2 separate regions of the Mus musculus genome follow, and region 2 is linked to region 1. The links are chromatin contacts, called in public HiChIP or PLAC-seq maps. All regions are on one chromosome and are shown on one strand. The core of a region is the stretch at or near the end of the contact, and the rest is flanking DNA. Distances in the headings are between cores, read along the strand shown.

The links. HiChIP or PLAC-seq counts read pairs in DNA pulled down with a chosen protein or histone mark.
Region 2: a contact with region 1 is called in an H3K27ac HiChIP or PLAC-seq map of the HPC-7 cell line, with 6 times the contacts expected there. The contact joins the enhancer-like site here to the promoter of Stat4 in region 1. A contact is called at or near these places in 1 of 39 promoter capture datasets (macrophages), 11 of 484 Hi-C or Micro-C datasets (CD4 T cells, CD8 T cells, the CH12 cell line and 6 more) and 8 of 115 datasets of contacts at active chromatin or transcription factors (CD8 T cells, the HPC-7 cell line, Th17 cells and 4 more).

What each region holds. Positions count from the first base shown.
Region 1 is chr1:52,003,054-52,010,905 of GRCm38.p6, reverse strand. Stat4 (signal transducer and activator of transcription 4) reads right to left here and starts at 2,666. Exons shown (of 24, transcript NM_011487.5): 1 at 2,178-2,666.
Region 2 is chr1:52,054,832-52,062,683 of GRCm38.p6, reverse strand. All of the region lies in intron 3 of Stat4 (signal transducer and activator of transcription 4), which reads right to left. Among named protein-coding and RNA genes, the nearest start is that of Stat4, 51 kb to the right of the region's middle. Within about 2 kb of position 4,348, at least 5 of the 459 cell types and tissues checked have an H3K27ac peak or open chromatin away from gene starts, as enhancers often do. A contact at or near this core is called in the HPC-7 cell line and bone marrow-derived dendritic cells, where this site is marked.

The DNA.
Region 1 (7,852 bases), core at 1,417-3,916:
CCAGCATCCATTTTTATTGTTCTCTAGTGAGCTACGGTTGGGCAGAGCTTTTTTTAGATACAACGTCACCTTGTATCTAACAGTGATTGAGCCCTCAAATTAACTAAAGTAGAATAAACTATCCCATTTTTATAATGTAAACACAGAGCAGTGTGCTCCTTTAGTGTAACCTATATGTTCCCACTCTGTCCAGCACAGAGGCTGTAGATGTACGTTCTAGCATAGAAAAATCAGTATGACTTAATTCCCCTGACGTTACTAAGTTATTGCCTTTGCTCTTTTGGAATGCAGATTTCTTGATTAGTAATAGTAAGTCAAGGGCAAAACTTTCACCCCAATATTTCAATACATCTTGGAGGTATGACGTTTCTCTTTGCTTATAGAACAAATTGAGTCTTCAGATTTCAGTGGGAACTTTTTTTTTTTTTTTTTTTTTTGGGTTTTCGAGACAAGGTTTCTCCTTGTAACCCTGGCTGTCCTGGAACTCACTTTGTAGACCAGGCTGGCCTCGAACTCAGAAATCCGCCTGCCTCTGCCTCCCGATTGCTGGGATTAAAGACGTGCGCCACCACGCCCGGCCAGTGGGAACATTTTCAAACACCTTTTCCTTGAGCTAACTTTATAACTAAATGTTATAAACTATACTAATGTATAAATATAAGTCAATCAATAAATAAAATAATAAAAGTTGTGCTTCTCTCAGAAAAATGTAGATAGGGAGAGAAGCTATCTTGAACTTGTATATGACTTTATGTTTATGAGCCCTCATGGCTGGCCATTGCAGGTATGTTGTGAGTGCTTAGTAAAGTAAATAATTTAAGAAAGCTTATTTGGGCCTCCTGATGGGCCCCTGAATAGGTGGGAGAATAGCAAGCACCTTGGGCTTTACAAACAATCAAGCGCCAAAGAGGGATTGAGAATCCTGCCCACAACGTGCAGCTCTGACAAACTTCCCAGGTCTGGGAACAGAACTGGAGCATTCTCTTCTACCAGTGGCATCAGGAGGTCAGGAGCTGAAGACAGGGTCGCCGCTTTCACTGTTTCTGTTGTTTCTATTTTGTTATTTGAATGCAGGGTAATTTTATTATCTTACAGTCAAATCACTCAGATAAGTCACTCTTGCAAACCAAGGCTGAAGCAAGGTGCAGAAGGACCCTTTTCTCCCTGGCGTACCCTAAAGAGGAAAACCTTCAGACCTCGTTTGGAGCTCAGGAAGTCCCACCCCTGGCTGAGGAGTTATTGGCAATTGATGGTTCAGGGTCTGCGTCCAATCCCACATCATCATCCATGCACATGCAGGCATCACTACGTGAATCAACCAACCAAACAAATAAACAAACAAGCAAACCAGCACATAAAGTTGAGAGGGAATAAATACCCTAGGGAGAAAAGGAGAAGATCTGGAGGGTAGCGAATGAGAGTGGATTTGATAAGTTCCTTTTAAAATTACTTTTCTAAAACTTTAAGAAATTAAAGCGAGGTTTTTTGTTGGGTTTTTTTTTGGGGGTGGGGGGGGTGGTGGTTTGTTCTGGTGTTGTCGCTGTTGTTTGGTGTTCAGACCTCCAGCGGGTGTCTTTGTTTTCACTCTCTAGGGGCTCATTGTCCTGTCTCAGGACAAGTACTTTCCATCTAAAACCTGGATGCCTGCCGGCTCCCTCCTGGTATTCCTGCATTCAGGCCCATTTCCCGGGTGCTAGCAGTGCTGTTGACTCTTTGACCTCTTTGCAAAGGGACGACCTACTTTAAGCATCACTCACACTTCTCAAAGCCACAATCACCGGCTACCCTAGCGGGATGGTGTTTCCCTGAAACCCAGATGTGCCAATCTCGGGTCAGATATCACAGCCCTCCGTTGGCTAAAGAAAATTAGGGCTGTCTTCCAGCCCTTAGCTGACACACCTCCGCAGCAGCACAGCCCCCAACCCACCCCTCCGCTTCACGGAGATGCCTCGACTTCTCCCTCCTTCAGTAAAGATCCGGAGCCAGATCTCCATTTAAGTCTTTGGAAGACTTTTTTTCTGAGTGATCTGAGTGTAATGAGTAGGACCCTTCTTTTTATAGGCATCCCTTCCTCCCCAGTCGTGTTAATACCAATTGTAGAAAGACGCCCCAAGAATCCTGCCTAGATGTTTCCTATTGTGGAGAGGCCACACGCAGATGCGGGCTGCCTGGCTTACCTGGCTCTCTCTCTCTCCGTCCAGGTAGTGGCACTGCACAAGTCCAAAGTCAGAATCGGCCTTCAGGGTCCACAGCCGCTGACGCCATTCCTCTAGGGGATTTGCATTTCTCCACCCACTTGAGGCTTTCCTGTGCGTCAGTGTTTGAGTCCCTGGGACTTTAGGCAGTTCCTATCCACTCTATTCTAGAAACGCTTTACAAAGTCAGGCTGAAGCCCCCTTGGCAGAGCACCGCCCCATCCCTAGTAGCCACTCTTACAAATGCAAATTGTCCCAAGGTGTGTAGAGTAAGAGGTACACACTGAAGGACTGGGATTCCTGTTTTCCTAGACATAACTCCATCCTTTCTAGGGAGCCAGCATCAACACACCAACCAACAGCAGGGTCTGCTGTCTTGTGAGAAGACAGGCTTACACAGGTTTGTGGCAACTCGTGTAAAAGTTCTCGGTGTATGCCCTCTCTGGCCAGCTTCCACCTTGTCTTGGTACCTGTAGTCTGTGTGCTCCCCTCTTTATGACATGGGTCTGTTCTAGAATCACAGAGCTGGGTGGAACCTCGGTTCCTTTCCGTTCTAAATTTCACTTTCTGAAGACATTGAGGACCAGGCAGGTGAACAAAGTTACTCAGAGACATAGCCACTGGACTAAGATAGACAGTCATCTCTCAGGGATCACTGACTTCCAGCGGATTCCTTTAGATATTAATGCCTTGAACAGGAAAAAAATTCTACCAGAGTTCAGCAAAATAAATCAGACTGGTGGAAAGCAATGGGCAGACTGGATACACATGTGTCTAGGGTAGTATACCTAGGCAAAAGCCTGTATCATATCAATGACCAGCCATCACACAGGTGTGCCACCTGGATTCTTCTCTCCCAAGTGACAACTAAGCCATTCACACCCTACCCAGGAAACTTTTCTCCCTCTCAGGAGCTGAGGCTGTGACTCAGACAAGTCTGGGCACTGTCATTTTTCACTCCTGATGTTCCCCCCACTGCATCTTCTCACCAGGTACCCCCCCCATGCCACCCCACACACAGTGAAATCCTAGACTTTGTGAAGATGTAACAATGCCCCCAAACCCACAGTAGGTTTTTGTTTGTTTGTTTACGCTGAATTTCTTTACTCTTCTTGACCAGCTGTCTGGGAGAAACAGAACACACTCCTTGCATTTTCTGATCCCCCTCATGTTCTTAATCTCTGTCTCTCCCCCCTCCCTTTCGATTTGTGTGTGGATATAGGCATATGTTCAGAGCATGTGTGAGTGCTGGCATGCCATAGATCCCAAGTAGAGATCAGAGAACAATATCCAGTGTTGCCCCTGCCTCCAACCCTGTTTGAGACATGGTCTCCTGTTGACACTGAGTTAGCCAGCCTGGACTGCCTGGAAGCTTCTGGGGGTTCCCGTGTCTCCCATCTTGCCATGGCACCATCACAGCTGGCTTTACATGAATCATGGAGATCCACATTCATGTCCTCTTACCCGAGTGTAAGTGCTTGACTCACTGCACCATCTCCCTAGTCCCAGACACATTTAAAGTGGAAAAAAAAAATGGGTGAAATCAGCACAAGTAACCTAATATCTACAAAATAATAATACTTCATTTAAATTATAATAAAACATTAAATTATAATAAAACATTTAAATTGCTACCTAAGATCCTTTGTATTCCTTCCTATTGAACACCTAGATTCTGCAGTGTAAGTGGATTTCTTTCCAGTGTCTAAAGCCCTGGTGGCTGCCATTCTGGACAGCTTAGGTGGAGACCACTACTCGCCACTTTTACTTCCTGCCTTAGAGTGTTAATCACATTGGCTTTTTGTGTCTTTATCGCTACATTTAACTGTTCAGGTACATGTACAAAAATGGGTATGCTCTCTTTCTCTTTGAGACACTTCTAGATCTCTGCTTTTTAAAACTTGTTGAGGACCCCCATATTTGTGTATTATAGTTTTGCAGCTATTCACTCTATGAAAATTCAGATCTGAGATAAGCTATTCATGCTTCCAATAATATGCCCATTATATGTTAGAATGAACATGCTTTGTAAACAACAAAAATGTCTTCCAGCAAAAAAGTAGAGTGAGAAAAGTGGCTTTAGGGTTTGTTTTGAGACAGAGTCTCAAGTAGCCCAGGCTAGCCTCAAACTCACTGTATAATATGACCTTGAACTCCTGATCCTTCTGCTGGGATTACAGGCCTACACTACCTCTCTAGACCTGAGTTACACTCTAAGTCTCTCTAATGTCTGTTTTGAGAACACAGCTGGATCCTCATAGCTGCTCCAGCATTTAATATGTTGTATAACATTATTTTGCTTGAGATATTTGAAGAAAATCCAGACTGACATCACTTAGAATAGAAATGGAAAACAGTCATCATGATAGTCTTTTGGCTGCCAAAGTTATTGTTTGAAACCACACACTCAGTAAGTGCTGGTTCCTTGGGAACCAACTGCATTGTAGAACCTGAGACCACATCAAACCCTTCATACACACACACACACACATGCACACACACACACACACACACACATATATATGTGTGTATATATATATATATATATATATATATATATATATATATATATATATATATGTATATATATAGTTTCAGCAAACCCATTAGTCTGACTGCCTCTTGCTTTGTATGGCTTTTCCCTGTTGGGTTAGGGACCAAACCAGGGGCCTTGGGCATGCTAGGCAGGAACTCTGCCACTGGGTTTACCCCAGCCCTTTGCATCTTGCATTTTGAGTGGAACTATTATCCACGTGTGGTTTTGTAGTCATTTGGAAATCGTTTGTGCACAGAATTATGCAGACACTCTGAATGCTGGTACAGTTCATCTACAATGGAAGAAATCAACATGTGGTAATGTCTCCATGGACCTCTCACATGCTGGGAAGCTGTGCAGCTCATGATGGCGAGTAAGAGTTTCCCTGTTTTGGGTTTTGCCAGCTTTCCTGCAGTGGCAGGCTCACTTTGGTCACTCAGACAACTGAACAAGTGCTATTCCTTGAGAGGCCCAGGTATGCCTTCAAATATAATGTCCTACTTTGCCATACATACTAAAAAGTTGTACCTTGAAGGTCTGAGACTTAGTAAAGCTTAATATCATTTGGCACTGCCTCCTTTGCTCGTAGTAAAGCATCAATAGTTTTGCTCAACATTTCTTTGATAGCAAGTGCAAATATCAGCCTACTGAAAAGCAAAACATTATTATAAAAATAGATTAACCTCTCATACCCCCTCAAGATATATTGGAGGTCATGTGGAGATCTGCAGATGACTGACAACACACACTATATGGAACATCCCCTATCTACTGCAGTCACTTAAGGGGGATTCCTGAGGGAGTCTCTGTTAAAGGAATACCTGCTTCTTGATTGACTGGTTGAAAGAGGTATCTGCCTTCATCCTCTGGTCTATTTTATGGAGGCATCTCAGAAGGTACACTAATGCCACTGTGCCTCTTTCTGAATCAAATCTAACTACGCGAGTCCCTTCGTTGCCCCGGCTCACTTTAGAGCTAAACGAAGCAAAATATCCAAGGAAAACGAGCAAACTAAGTTATAAAATGAATTTCCTATGAAGAATCTCAAACTGAAAAACCCCCACAGGCTCCCCATCTCTTCCCCAAACACGTTCCCCGTTGCTGGATTATAAAGCTTAGGCTGGGTGCTCTATTAGCATTTGATTCAGTCTCTGCTGTGCCAGGCTCTGGTAATGCAACCTACCTGAACTGTCTGAGTGCCAAATCCCCTTCTGCAGAAATGGGAATATAGATGCCACGTAAAGTGGCTGTGAAGTCAGAGATACGATGTAGGCAACCAGATAGGGGAGTAAATACTGGCTGTTGGTAACAGTAATTTGTCAAGTTCTAGGGAACTTTGGAGGTCAAAGGTTGGTTTTCGACCTTTCTCTTCTCCCTTATTTTATAGGTGGCCAAAGAGAGGTCCGTTGCATCAGGAAGCATCATAGATATTGCAAGCGAGAGGCAGAGTGGATTCCGCATCCATTCACCTGACTGCACTTTTCTATTCTACCAAGGATTGGGTGGGGGTGGGGGTGCCAGAAAGAGAAGCAAGTCAGCGCCATCTCCTGACATTTCTTGTAAAAAACAATTTAAGTAAGCATGTATTGGTTCTCATCTTTGGTAGAACCTTATCTCTCTTCTTCCTCTGTGGCATTTCTTGAGTTAGACTTGGATGATGGACAAACAGACATGCATATACATAAAACCATATCCATTCCTCGGGAGTGAGTGCCAGTACCAGGTAATGGTCCTGTAAACATTTCCGGGACAAGATAGTTTGATGCTGCTCTTCCCACGTCACTGTATTCAGTGACTAAAGCTTCGTGAGAAAGAGAGTCTTATAAAAAGGGTTTAACAGCCAAGATTTCTCAAAACTCAGTCCCCTATGACTGTGCTCCCTCTACCGACGTGTCCAAGCATTGCAATGTGCAAACGACCAGATTCTTTCAAATGACAATACCATTGGCTGGAACTCTATCAGACAGACATGGTGCTAAGAACTCCATCTGCGTTGTTTGCCTAATCCTCATAACACTACACTGTTGTGCCCAGTTCTCAACACTCACAATTAGTTGGAAATAGACTTTACCCATCTTAGTAAGAGTTTCTGCCGGGCAGTGGTGGCACTCGCCTTTAATTCCAGCACTTGGGAGGCAGAGGCTGGCAGATTTCTGAGTTCGAGGCCAGCCTGGTCTACAGAGTGAGTTCCAGGACAGCCAGGACTACACAGAGAAACCCTGTCTCAAAAAAACAAAAAACAAAACAAAACAAAACAAAACAAAAAAAGTTTCTATTATGGTGATAAAACACCCATGACCAAAAAGCAACTTGGGGAGGAAAGGGTCTATTTCAGCTCACTGTTCCAAATCACAGCCCATCATGAAAGGAAGTCAGGGCAGGAACCTGGAGGCAGGAATGAATAAGAAACCATGGAGGAGGGGCTGGAGAGATGGCTCAGTGGTTAAGAGCACCGTCTGCTCTTCCGAAGGTCCTGAGTTCAAATCCCAGCAACCACATGGTGGCTCTCAACCATCTGTAATGAGATCTGACGCCCTCTTCTGGTGCATCTGAAGATAGCTATAGTGTACTTAGATATAATACTTTCCCAGTAAAGAGAGGGAAGGGCTGACAGAGAGCAACAGTTCCATAGTCTGTCCTCCTTGAAGAAGACTTTCTAGTGACATGTCTCATCCAGGTTCTTCATTCCCACAAGACTGCTATTGCCACTGAAATTTATGAGTATTTTCCATTTTATAAATTTACAAATAGCCACGCAAAGTCATTAGGATCATTACATAATATTCCAGACTGAGGCAATTTTCCTCTTCCTCCCTCTGAAATGCTTTAGCAAGGTATCTTCATTTGCCAATATATCTTGGGCACTGGGGAGATGGCTCATTGGCTGCAGCATCTACTGTGCAAGCATCACAACCTGAGATGGAATCCCATGTGGGACACATGAATGCACATCTGGAATCCCATGTGGGACACATGAGTGTACATCTGGAATTCCAATGGTTTTAAGGAGAGTCAAAGGTGGAGGCAAGGTAATCTATAGAAGCTATAGGCCAGCTAGTTTGCTGTACATGACAGTGAGCAAGGAAAGACCCTGCCTCAAACAAAGTAAGAGGATTCACAC
Region 2 (7,852 bases), core at 3,099-5,598, 50 kb before region 1:
TGCTTACTATACCAAGGTTTTATAAAGGTCCCTGCTCTCTGCAGTGGCCCTCCGACATCTTACAAAGGCCCCTGCTCTTTGTGGTGCCCTTTCACTGTCCTAGTGTCAATCAACAAGCGATTTTAGTTGCAACAAAGTCAGATTTATTGGTATTTTCCCCAGCGATTAGTATTTTTAATGGTGTGCTTAATAAACCGTTCACTAAGTTTCTGTCATGGGGATTGTTTTCTATGCCTTTTTGAGTCTAGAAGAACATTGGGATTGTGAGTTGTAAAAGTTGTTTATGGCTGTGGCTACTGCTACAAATTTATCATGGTGTACACTAGTCAGGGCTTCTATTGGTAAAATGAGGGTAACTTTGGATATTAAGAGTAAGAATACTTGTAACCCTGATAAACTAGTGTTGCTGTTAATTTCAGTTCATTTGGAGTAAGTGAGGAACCTTTCTCCCTACCCCCTTGGGTGCGCAGTTCCAACAACATTCATTGAGAACTCTGATTTGCAATGTTGGCCCAGTTCTGCCATAAAACCTGTGTTCCCACCAACATGAGAGGTTTCTTTCTCTGCTCAGTTCTCTTAGAGATCTGTCTCATCTTTGTGTCATCAGTGGGACTATTGGAACTTTATGGTAAACCTTAATTGCAAGCAGAATAGGGTTCTGTGCATTTCCATGCAAATTTCAGAATCAGAATAATAATATTCCCCTACACTCTGTCTCCCTTTCTCTCTGTGTCTCTCTGTGTGTCTCTCTTTCCTCTCTCCTTCTCTCTCTGTCTCTGTCTCTTGTCTGTCTCTGTCTCTGTCTCTGTCTCTCTCTCTCTCTCTCTCTCTCTCTCTCTCTCTGCCTGTGTGTGTCTCTCCCTCTATAGTTCTTTTTCTCTGTCTCTGTCATTGTCTGTCTGTCTTTATCTCCCTCTTCCTCTCCCTCTCCCTGTCTCTGTCTCTGTCTCTTCATTGACAGCTTCAATATCACTGGATCTTTAGAAAAATTAAAGGAGATTTGGCATGCATATAGTTTTGTTCTAATCCAGTCTTTCTCATGCTTGTTAAAATGTCTCTCTACTAAACAGTTTTAATTTTCCATGAGAGATCTGAAACATCCTTTGCTAGGGCTGCTTCTGGTTACTTGGTATTGTTTTGATATGAAAATAACTGATATCTTCCTCTCAGGGCCTAGATATGGCAATATAATTAAATTTACGTATTGATTTTGAGTCTAACAAAGTTACTGAGTCTAATAATGTATTTTTTTATAATTCTAAAATTTCACATGTAGACTCTTCTAGATTTTCTATATCAATGAATCAGACTTTACACAGCATTTGTAGAATGCCCCCTTTGGTCATTTCAGTTCCATCTATGTTGGTAATTGTAGTGGAAATTTCCAAGCAGGTCATTTTCTTCTAATGTTCCTTTACAAATGACTTCTAGTATAGTTTAATTTTGATCGCAAAGAGACTTCCAATGATGAAAGTCACTAAGTTTGTTGATATTTGCTTTGTGGCCCAGCGTATAGATAACTCATAAAAAATTCATGCTAACTTGCAGGGAGTGAGCACTCTGAAGTTGTTGGTACAAGTAATTTATTCTAATTTATTATGTCAGGTGTTATTTTGTATAAATTTCTGTCTTCTTGCTGATTTGTTTGAATTATTGATTTTATAAGTCAGTGGAAGAATTATTTCAAAAGCTACTTTGTAAGTTGTTCTGTTTCTGATAGAAATATTAAGATATGTATTTCTTGAAATTAAGGCCCCTCATGGCTATGAGCTGAACTTTACCTCCAATGACAATTTTCACCCTAAAGAAAGATGATTAACTCTGGTATAATGCTTCTTAGTTTTATCTTATTTCAAGACCTCTATTTTAAAATGGATAAGATAACTGAGTACCAGTATTATACATATATAAAAGGGAAAATACATAATAAATATGGTTAACACAATCCTAAAACTTCTTTGCTTATTTAGGATTAACTTTTTTGAATCTCATTTATACTCAGATTTGTGGTCTGACGTGTTTCTATAAATCATCGTCCTGTGGGCTGTGGGGATGTCAGTGATGAATCTCTCAAGAGCACAGCTACTCTCTTCTTTCTGTAAGGCTTCATACTGGAACTTTTACCAGAAGTTCTCAGTAGCAGGTCCTCAGACATGAACTGGCCTTCACATCCTTTCTGGAATGGCCAACTGGTTTGTTGACTAAGAGTGTGTATGGTGGTCTAGTCATACTGTCATGATTAGCAATCACATCACTACACAGCTAGGGCAGTTACTACTTAAGTGCTCAGACAGGTGTCCTCTACTACTAGATGGGTGCATCTACTACTGTGGTCTACTTTCAATGATACCACCAAGGATGTTTTATTGTTTATGTGTGTGAATGTTTCACCTGAATGTACATTTGTGTACCTTGTGCATGCCCAGTGACAGCAGAAGTCAGAAGAAAGCATCAGATCCCTGAAACTGGAATTGCAGATTGCTGTGAGCCACCATGTGGGTGGATACTAGGAATTCAACCTGGGTTCTCTGCAAGAGCAGCAAATGGTCTTAACCTTTTAGCCATCTCTCCATCCCTGTTGTTCTTACATATGGTTGTACAGTTTTAAATTAAATATAGAGCAACTGTATTAATCAACCAATACAAGGAGACTGTGATAAGCTGCTTTTTAGAATCTGATGCTTACACTCTTTAAGGATTTTCTTTCTTTTTCTATTATTCAGATCCCCAGAAGTGCAAACGATGTTATGTCTTGCAAATCAGTCTCCCACCTTCTAGCATGACCTATTTGGTTAAACACATATTTTCACTTTTCTGCTGTAGCATTGTAATGGAAGTGAAGTATATTCTGCTAAGACAGCAGGACTTTTTTGATACAGAGATGTATATTTTAATGGTAATGCTGTGCAGGGCAGGATTCATTTAGTACAATTCTAACTTCCTTTCACACACCCTGTAAAGCACATATTGTGGCTTTCCCAGAAAATACAAAAGTAGATCATTTAACCAGTAACGAGTGTGTATTAGACAAATGCGTTCTTGATTCATTCTGTATACATAACTATTTGTACTATAAATTGTAGTGTTGTATTTTAATGACATTTTAAACAGCAATTAAACAACGTGTTATTGCAATAGAGTGTATAATTCAAGTGAAGTGACAACCACATGAATAGCTATGACCTGATTTCACATCACACGTAATGAAAATGACATAGGGACAGCCACATGGTAACAGCAATTAAGAGGTGTCAAAATAAGATGCATTCTGATTAAGAAGGAGGGTTCTCGGTCACTGCTGGTGGGTGTGCAAAACACCCAGGGATTTGGGAAGACAGTTTGATAATTTCTTATAAAAATAAACACTCTTGTCATGGGATCCATCAATCACTCCCTTTAGTATTTACCTAAAGAAGCTGGAATCTTATTTACATATAAGTACAATCTATACATTAGAAGTTTATAATAGCTCTATTAATATTTGCTAATATTTAGAAGCCACAAACACGCCCCTCCGGTGGAGAATTGGTCAAGTAAACTACTGTGCCTTCAGACAAGGCAATATTATTTAGTATTAAGAAATGAGTTATCAAACTATGAAGACAAAATAAACTTACACACTGCTAAGAAATACGTCAGCCTGTAAGGGTATATATAATATATTCCAGTTTTATAATTTCAAGAAAACTAGAACTAGGGGGCAAGGATCTAGGCAGGTTGCTCAGTTTAGTCCATGAGCTTGAGTCCAGTGCCATTGGAAATGCTTGGCATGGTGGAATGCATTTGTAATGCCTGCACTGTGGGGCAGATAGGTGGGTCCTGTTGCTCACTGGCCTGCCAGCCTCAATGACTGGAAAACTCCAAGTTCAGAGAAAGCTCTGCCTTTAAAAAAAAAAAGAAAGAAAAAAAATAGGTGGCGAACAACTGAGGAAGACACCCAGTATTGACCTCTGACCTTTCCTTTCATGTGCACCCACATGAACACATATACACAAGTGCCCCCACACATACCACACACTACACACAGCAGGAAGGTCAGTAAAAGAGTCAGTGGTTGTCAGGGGTTTGAAGAGGAGGAACACAGCAGATATGGGGGAGCCATGAAACTGTCTTGTGTAATGTTACGGTGCCAACATGACATCGTTCCATAGACCTGTAGAACTCTAATATAAGTTAGAGATCTTAGTTAACAATACTCTATTGGTTCATCAGTTGTGATAAATGTACCATGTTAATACACTACTTAAGAGTCTGTCTGGTAGGAGAGAAGGTGGGGGGCTGTGGATGTATGTGAGAACTCTGTACTTTCCTCTCAGTTCTTGAGGAAATGCAAGACTTCCTTAAAACTTGTTTTACTGACGTGACATTTCTTACCCAGACCTCATTATAAGCTGTCCTTTTGCTAGAAATGAGTGAAGTAGAAGGAAGAGGTTCCCCAGGTTAAATTAGACCAGAGTTTGCTTATCTGTTTGCCTGTCTGTCTGGGGTTCTTCAGTCTGGACAGAGCATAGGATGGTCTTGCGTGCACTGTGCATCTGTGGATGGTCTGCAGCTCTAGACCCTCTGGCTTCTCTATCTCTGGGATACTAGGGATTCAGGCTGATGGTTTCATGCCCAGCACAAAGCTGGCTTTGAAAACAGAAGGGAGAGGTGTAGGTTCTCAAAGGCTCTTGTTTTGTGTTTTGTTTTGCTTTCAGACAGTCTCATTAGGTACCTTGGCTGTCCTGAGATTCACTATTAGACCAGGCTAGACGCAAACTCATAAAGATTCCACCTGCCTCTGCCTTTCATGTGTTGGAAGTCAAAGCTATTGTGAGTACACGCAGCTTCCAAAATGAATACATTTTTAATGTCTTGCATTCATGCCAATACCAACATACTTTAACTAACTGAACCTCAACTGCAAGTGTGTGTGTGTATGTGTGTGTGTGTTTATTGTATATTTTTTGAAGAAAATGCTTTTTAAAGGTACTAACTATGTCTTCTTTAAGTTCAGAGTACATTCTGGGCACAATGTTCTACATTTGTTTTGATCCGTTATTGTTGATTGTCAACTTGACATACTTATTATAGAATCACTAGGAGACATAAATCTGGGTGCATCTGTGAGGGTGTTTCTAGGTTAGGTTGACTGGGAAGGAAGACACGCCATGAGTGTGAGTGCTGCTGCCCCATGTGCTGGGGTCCTGGGCTGTGTAACAGAGGGGAGGGGGCACCAAGCACCGTGTCTCCCTCTGCCTGCTTTCCAGCTGCAAATATAGCATGGCCAGCTGCCTGCCACGCCAAGCTGGGAACTAAAATAACCTCTCTGTCTCAAGTGGCTTTTTCAGGGACTTAGTCACCAGAATGAAACAAGGAACCAAGGTACCATTGAAGACAATCCACTTGAAACTATTACTTTGTCCAGTTCTGCACAGCCACGAGACTTGATTTTGTGCCTCAGATGTTAACTTCGTGACTTTTTTGTTAATCTTCATTTCTTCAATTGCCTTATTAGTTGAGAGAATAATACTTGTGTAGTCATTGTGAGGAACATGCCAGACAATTGGGAATGATCTTTGTAACTTGTAAAGCACTCTAAATAACAGAGTTTCTATGTTGCTTCAAGGTTAGGTTAGGAGTTTTGGACCTCATATACATAAATCAGCAACAAAAAAAGCAAAAGCAAAAAAAAAGTATTCTTAATTTAACAGAAATGATCAAAACTGATTATGTAGCCAATGAAATATGGTTTGTGCTCAGTCAAGTATATAAACACTTAAATATAAAATATGAAACTACCAACATAAAAGAAGCTTCAGACAACTTGAGACTGTGCCGTTTGAATAAAGAACAGTGGAACTTTCCTGGCATCTTGAGGACTCACAAGAACAGCACCAAAAGCGACTCTGAATAAGATAATTAGCTCTCAGCTTTGTAGATGTCATTAAGGACGACATTTTCCCGGCACAGAAAGGTCAGAAAAGCAAGTGACAAGCCCTCATCTACAATGACCTTTGACAACAGACTCAAGATGGATATTTTCACTCTTACTTCAATTCTTTGCTACCAGAATGTCTTTTACATAGTTAAGCATGTGTTGGTTTTATGATTGAAACTAAATAAAAGCGATAAAGTATATACATGCATGCACACACACATATATGTACATATACATTATATATATACACCATGGCAGATAGTTCACTTTGATTTCTGTAGGCTTTTGTAAAAAAAAAAAATGAATTTTGATCTTGAAAATTGTCAGTCAAATCAAAAGAGAAGCTGGAGACCACTCTGCTGACTCAAATTCTGTGCCCACAGGGAATTCACAGCTTGCAATAGAGGAACTGTTTAATTTTAAATGGTAGGAAGAGATGAAAGATAGATGTTAACCTTATCGTTCACATTTGGACACACACACAAAAATAGTCCCTACATTTAGTGAGTATCGACTGTATACAGGGTACTTTACAGGCAGCTGTAATCCCAGGTCGATCTGGCAAGATATGCATCATAAGCATGGGTATTATGTCATCTGTGGATGTTCTATCATGTGTGAGGAGTCAGAGATCTAGAAAACGAAGAAAAACAACACTGCAAACTTAGGTGCTTTTCATTCTACTACTATAGACTTCTCAAATCACTACTACCTTAAAAGAGCATTATTTAGTCATTGTTTATGAACCTGTAGATGGGTGTGGAACAAAAAAAAACACAAAAAAATATTTGATTTTGAAGTAAGTGGTTTTGGCTGAGTCACTTAGAGGTCTAACAGCTTCTGAAGTTCTGCTTGTTGGTAAAAGCAATTCAGCACGCTAAGTGGCCCTGGGTGCCCTTGCATGATCTACTGAGGAAGGTCGACAATGCAAAGCCCTGTCCTGATCCTACTCCATGTCAAAAGATTCCAAGAAGGCAGCCTTAATGACAGGTCTTCTAACTAAAGACTCTGCTTGCTTTTCCAGTCATAAAAGCAGGAAATTACTTAAGTTCAGTGTTCCTTGTAATGCAACCCACTGAATTTGCAGACACCCAGAGTGAGCCTACAAGTGACTATACTAGTTGAAAGCAAAATTAAAAATTGTATATCATCTTAAATTTTGCAGATGCCTCTTTATTTAAATCCTCCTGAAGTAACATAAATAAATAACACTAGTCTTGAGATTCTTGTGAGAGGGCAGCAGGCTACAACACTTCTGCAGATAGTGTTTTAGCTACAGAAAGGTTGGATGCGATCATCCAACATTGCCCTGAGCTGCTCTAGGGAGAATTCAGCCATGACTCTTGCTCACTATACACAAAGATGAATCCCTTGGCCAATCATAAAGCTGTCTATCTCTTATGGAATCATTTGGTCACCTTTACTCCTTCACTGCCAGGGCAATAATGCACACATTATTGTCGTTATCAGAGGATGTTCAGATAAGGGGATAGACTAATAAGTGTAAATATTGGTAAAGAAAGGATATACTATGTTTCATTGACTTATAATGGTGTGTCTAAGAGATAAAAGGACTCACAATTACATAATGAATAAAGAAAATGACATGATGCTCTCTTCATTGGCAGTTATCATCTATAAGGAAATTGGGGAAAGTTACATTTAAAATAATAAGAAAATTTAAATGATTTACATTTTTAACATATATTGAAATGAGAAGTGTTAGGAAAGCAAAGCTTGCTCAAATGTATGTAAATATTACACAATTTATCCAAGTAATGAAGTGTCACATGGCACTACAATAATTGCATAATTTTATATATCTATAAATTATTTGAAAACATTTTTAAGGAAGTTAATAACAAGTACACAAAAATATAGCTCTTCTATGAATTAAGCTAGGGTTCTACTGAAAAATATTAAAGTTTGAGG